2 separate regions of the Ovis aries genome follow, and region 1 is linked to region 2. The links are chromatin contacts, called in public Hi-C maps. All regions are on one chromosome and are shown on one strand. The core of a region is the stretch at or near the end of the contact, and the rest is flanking DNA. Distances in the headings are between cores, read along the strand shown.

Evidence for each region. A called contact is a pair of places that touch in the nucleus more often than the background predicts.
Region 1: a contact with region 2 is called in a Hi-C map of liver, with 1.9 times the contacts expected there. The contact joins the enhancer-like site here to the promoter of KPNA3 in region 2. A contact is called at or near these places in 8 of 16 Hi-C or Micro-C datasets (blood, hypothalamus, liver and 2 more).

The regions. Positions count from the first base shown.
Region 1 is chr10:19,718,803-19,721,801 of ARS-UI_Ramb_v3.0, reverse strand. No RefSeq gene overlaps it. Among named protein-coding and RNA genes, the nearest start is that of SPRYD7, 28 kb to the left of the region's middle. Within about 2 kb of position 1,266, at least 17 of the 54 cell types and tissues checked have an H3K27ac peak or open chromatin away from gene starts, as enhancers often do. A contact at or near this core is called in liver, where this site is marked.
Region 2 is chr10:19,667,924-19,670,921 of ARS-UI_Ramb_v3.0, reverse strand. KPNA3 (karyopherin subunit alpha 3) reads left to right here and starts at 1,303. Exons shown (of 17, transcript XM_015098074.3): 1 at 1,303-1,403. The coding sequence starts at 1,335. LOC132657287 (craniofacial development protein 2-like) reads left to right here and starts at 1,945. Exons shown (of 2, transcript XM_060394361.1): 1 at 1,945-2,998.

The sequences.
Region 1 (2,999 bases), core at 17-2,516, 51 kb before region 2:
CCTGATGTGTTCTTTTCAACTGTTATTGATATATTTTTCACATCTAAGATTTCTTATGTTTGTTTTCTTTTTTTTTGTTTATATTGCCATATATTCTTTAATCTCTTTTGAAGGACAGTTTTGCTGGATATGGCTTCCCCAGTGGCCCAGATGGTAAAGAATCTGCCTGCGATGCAAGAGACCCCGGTTCGATAGCTGGGTGGGGAAGATCCCCTGGAGAATGAAATGAACACCCACTCCAGTATTTTTGCCTGGAGAATTCCATGGACAGAGGAGCCTGGCGGGCTACAGGCCATGGGGTTCCGAATAGTCAGACATGATTGATAGACTAACATCGCAACTACTACTAATCCAATATGACTGGTGTTTTTTAAAAAAGAGGAAATTGGGGGACAGACATGCATACGGAGTGAAGACGGCCATCTACCAGCCAACAAAAAAGGCCTGGAAAAGATCCCTCCCTCAGGGCTCTCTCAGGAAGAACCAACTCCAACTTACTTCAGACTTCTGTCCTCCAGAATTGTGAGATGATAAATTTCTGTTGTTTAAACCACCCAGTCTGGGGTTTTTCTTATCGGAGTCTTAACAAATGGCCTCCCTGGTGGCTCAGTGAAAGAATCCACCTGCCAATGCAGGAGACACGTTCGATCCCTGGGAAGATCCCCTGCAGGAGGAAATGGCAACCCACTCCAGTATTCTTGTCTGGGGAATTCCACGGACAGAGAAGCCTGGTAGGCTACTGTCCATGGTTTCACAAAGAGTTGGACATGACTGAGCGACTCAACAACAACAAGCAGATTAACACAAATCTCAATTTTGGCGTGTTTCAACTGTGCAAATACCTTCTTTTAGGGTGCTTCAATTACCTCACCAGAAAAACAGGATAAGCCTTCCCTCGCAGGGCTGCTGAGAAGTTTAAACAAGATAAGGTTAAGTGAAGAGCACCCAGTTCCCACACTGGAACAGAGTGAATACTCGGTAAATATTACTTAGGTCTTTCCTGCTTGAACAAACCAAGTATTTCTTTCAGTTTACCCGACTGTGGTCAGCTCGGCAGCCTGGGGATGCAGCCTGGTACCGTCGACAGAATCCGCTCGAAGCCCTCGGAAAACACAGAAAAAGGCTTCGACAGCTTTGGGCGGCCCCGCTTCACCCTGTGCCTTTGGCCAGGGGTGCCCCTAAGGTTTCTATTCCGCCCTGTGTAGGGAGAAACCTGTTCCGGAGGACGGCCTCTAGGGGGCGCGCTGTCTTCAGAACTCGAGCCTGGACTCGCCCCTGGAGCGAGGCAAGGCGGCTCTGAGGCCACGCGGAAGGCGCGCTGTCCCCCTTCCTCCCCGCGCAGTTTGCTCGCAGTAACTCTGGGAACCGGAAACCCCTCACTTTCCAGCCCTTCGATGAGCGCGCACTGATGCGCGATGTGCTGTATCACTTACTCTGGACAAACCTTTCTCACAACTAAGTTCAGGCTCAGAGAGGTTAAGTAACTGGCCGAAAGCCACACAGCCAGCGGACTAGAACCCATCTCTTCCCAACTCCAAAAGCAGTAAAACATCTTTATGGTCCAAGAAGCGCCAAGTGTTCAGTTCTCCAGAGGGAGCCAGGTGACTTGCAGACCTAATCATGGGCCCACCAAAAGACCTCAGGGACAAGAGAACCAAACAGCCTTTGCTAATACTGTCCTTTTCTCCTTGGAACTTGCTGTTGCTCCTGCAGCCCTGTGTCTCTGCCTCTCTTTGCATCCAGTGGTGATTTTTTTTTTAAGCTGCCCTGACTCATTCTGAAAGTGAAGTTATTGGAGGTTAATTCCTTTTCCTTCTTTTCTCCTGAGATAGTTGATTTTCACAGCCACTCCAAACGAGTGTTCAGGACAGTGTAGGAGCAAATGTTTTAACTGTTTATTGCCTCCACTGGAGGAGTCAGGACACATTAAAAAACAACAGTAGTGAGTGCATGTAATTGATGGCTTATGTCTACACTGCTGGGCAACAGCAGGGTTTTTCCTCCGAGATATAGTCTCGCGTGCCAGAAAAAATAACCAGTGTAACATGATGTTCCTTGACACTGAATTTGTACTCCAAGTCCGTCCAGGTGATAATCTCCAGCTCCTTCGGGCAATTGTTCATTCACCCACCCACCCATCCATCCTGCCAACAGTTGGGAGCCCATAGCACGCACACCACGGAGCCCTGAACCTTGACGGTATCTGCCTACAGGACCATTGTGATCCGGCAGAGCAGCGCTCACAGGAGAACTGACACCAAGCCCATATTCAGAAAACACTCTTTAATGAAGGCCATGCTCATGCAAAATATGTCAGTTCTTCCTGGACTTTTTGTTGTCTGGCCTTGTGTCAGTTCTTTTTAAGAGTATAGGAGTGGGACTTGCTCGGTGGTTAAGAATCGGCCTTGCAGTGCAGGGGACGGAGGTTCAATCCTTGGTTGTGGAACTAAGCTCCCACGTCCCACATGCCTTGGGAGCAACTAAGCCTGTGCACCATAACTAGAGAGTCTGTGGGCTGCAAAGAAAGATCTAGCATGAAGCAAGGAAGATCCCAAGTGACGCAGCTAAGACCCGATACAGTCAAATAAATAAACAAATATATTTTTTTTAAGTATAGGAGTGAAGAGAGGAGCAGCTGGGAGGCTGGAATTTTGTTTCTCTGTTACACTCACCAGTCCCAATGTGGTCCTGTGGACAAAGCCCTGGCTTTTTGTATTTGTAAAGCAAGGAACACTGGCTTCTTTCTAACTCTGCTAGAGTCTCATGTCAAACTGGCATCATCAACTGCCACAGCCTCCAACTTTAGTATCTCTTCTGCCCACAGCAGAGTTCACAAGCCTAATGCTATCTGTGTGCAAGATGAACTGCATCTCCGTGAACCCCTGGAAAACAGACTCCTGGGCCAAGACAGCCTCCCTGCCCCCCATCCTTTGCTATGCATTTATTCTGTAGGTTAGTGGACTCAGGGAGGCCAGACTGCCTCGGAGGCCCTCCCCAGG
Region 2 (2,998 bases), core at 54-2,553:
CCTTATGGCAGAAAGTGAAGAGGAACTAAAAGCCTCTTGATGAAAGTGAAAGAGGAGAGTGAAAAAGTTGGCTTAAAGCTCAACATTCAGAAAACGAAGATCATGGCATCTGGTCCCATCACTCATGGGAAATAGATGGGAAACAGTGGAAACAGTGTCAGACTTTATTTTGGGGGGCTCCAAAATCACTGCAGATGGTGATTGCAGCCATGAAATTAAAAGACGACTCCTTGGAAGGAAAGTTATGAGGTATTAGGGATACATGAATACAGGAACTGCCAGGGTGGAGGTTGCAGAACGGAGCCTGGGACGATGGTGAAAAAACAGACGCTAGAGCGCTAATCAGTTCAAGTATTTATTGGTTATTCATGACGTGCCAGGCACTGTATTAACAAAGGGCTTCAGCAATAGACCCACCACTGTCGCTACTTTTACTGCGCTAATTCCAATGCGGCAAACCAGGTAACACACACACATAAACACACATATAACATACATATGTATGTGTAACGTGGAGATAAATGCTAATTATAAAACCAAAGCAGAGCAAGGGAACAGCAAGTGAAGGTGGGTGCTGTCTTAGGTGACCCCGGCCAAACAAGCAAAGGAGCAAAGCAGGAACCATGGATCCGTTTCTAATTTTCTTGGAAGCCTCCTTCGAAGTCCCGCCCCCCTCCCTCCCAATAGGCGCAAGAGCCGTCTCCTGGGAAGCTCCTCCCACAGTCCCGCCCAGAGGCGGTCTTGGGGGCGGAGCCCCGCGCCCAGGCTCTCCGAGCGCCCCGCGCAGAAAGCCGCGCGCTTAGGGTTCCCGGCATTCTCTGGGTGCTTTGCAGGCTGAGAAAATTACCCCCGCCGAAGAATGGCATGCTGGGAACTGTAGTTTCCGGCCGCAGCCCCGGGTCTGAACGGGCAGTAAAAAGCCGCCAAGTCTGGCTCCATTCCTGGCACAGGACTGGAAGCTCCGAAGGGTTGTAGGAAGGGCTCTCTGGAGGGTGAGAGAGTCGGGGGGTGGGGGTCACTCCGAGAACCGTCAGGCGCGTCCAGCCGGCTGAGCATCCAGGCCGGAGGCCGTCACGTGACTCCAGCCCCCTCCGGCGCCCGCGGCTCTCTTCAGCGCTGTTCCCGCCCCGCCCCGCCCCTCGCGTCCATCGGCCCGAGCTTCCCCCGGCGCTGCTGCCACCTCGCGCTCGGAGGCGTCACGGAACGTGCTCGCCTCTCCCCCTCCCCCGCCCTTCCCCTCTCCCGCCCTCCCCCACCTACCCCTCCCTCGCCAAGACTCGCCGCCGCCGCCGCCGCAGCCGCAGGAGTAGCCGCCGCCAGAGCCGCGCGCAGCCATGGCCGAGAACCCCGGCTTGGAGAACCACCGCATCAAGAGCTTCAAGAATAAGGGCCGAGATGTGGAGGTGAGTGTGCTTCCGCGGCGGGGGGCCCAACCGGCTCGCCCTCCCGGTCGCGCCGGCCCTGAGGCGGCGAGGAGGGGCGGGGGGCCGGCGCGACCGGGCTGGTTCTCGCCGGCCCGCGATGGGTCGGAGTTGGCCGCCGCCTCCCGTCCCTGCGGCCGGGCGGCGGGAGGCGGGTGGCGGTCCGGGCTGCAGCCGCCAGCGGCGGCTGCCCGGTGCGGAGACCGGGAAATGCCGGGGTTTTCGGCCCCGTCACGCGGGCGCGGCCTGCTGTCGGCGAGGAAGAGGTGTGGAGCTGAGGCGGGGTCCGCGGGCCGGGGCCTCGCGCGCCGGGGATGCTGCGGCCGCGGTCTTTCGACCGCCACGCTGAGGGGGCGGCGCGGCTCTCGCCCGGCTCGCGGTGCAGCCTCCCGCCCGGCACGGCCCCCTCAGCGCCTCCCGCGCTGCCGCACATGGAGCCTCGGCTCCGCCGGTCCCCGCGCCTACCTTCGGCGAGCCGGGCCCAGGCGGGCGGTGGCGGCCCGCAGAGGGGGGTGGGGACCAGCTGGGTAACCGACTTGTTTGAGGGTGGCGGATGGGGGAGGGTAGGATGCGCCAGGACCATTTTCTTATAACCCGGTGCGGTTCCCCGGAGCAGTCGTGCTGAGCTTCTCCCAGCTTGTACTCTCGTTAACCGCTGGCATTTGGAGCAAGCCGAAGGTGGACAATAGTTTCCCGTCTATTGTGTGGAGGGCTTTGGAAGAGACGTTGTTCCGACCTCCGCTCCCAGGACCTGTTTTCTTAGCCTTTTCTTGTAGCGGAGGGGGTGTGCATAGAAGGATCATTCCTTTGACACGTTGTACTGAAATAAAGAGGCTTGGAGGGCCTCTTGCTGTAAGCTGGTAGAATGTCCAAGTGGTTGCAAAACTGTAAACATTCATCGCGGTCACTCAGTTCGTTGCTACTCAGCATGTTGCCATTGTCTCATTAAGGTGACATTAGCAGGTACTGTTTGCAAACTCGGCTTCTGCAGGCAGCGCTAGAGGTCTCTCTGCAGCTACTGAACGCCGTGTAGTGTGGTGCAGAAACTTCCCTGGGACTCTGACCTCTGGATTTGCTAGGGGGAAGGTGTTTCAGGTCCACAGCCTCCTTTTCTAATACCAGGTGACATAATTTGCAGTTTTGTTATTCTTGCTCAGAGGCCAGTGTGACTTAAGAAAGTGTGCATTTTGTCCTGTCTTAAAGAGAGAAGGTGGTGGTGGTGGGGATATGCCATTCAACGTTCTGTTTTCTAGAAAAACAGAAAACTCAGGCTATTTTTCGGAGCTGCCAAATTAAATACTAATTAGGAAATACGTGGAATTCCCATTTGACTGAGACAAATTAAGGTCATCTATGTCTGTCGTGGTCATGGTTAAGCTTCTTTTATGAGAAATACTTTTAAGTAAAAGTGAAACTTAGGAATAGCAACAAGAAATTTGCGGACTGCCTCTGATTTTTGGTCCACTTGATGATAGAAGTTAATTTTGAACTTTTCCCATCAGTATTTGTTCTTGAAGCTTACACCAGTTATAAAGCAAAGCTTAATGTAGTTTGAAACATTCTGGTATTGTTTGTAT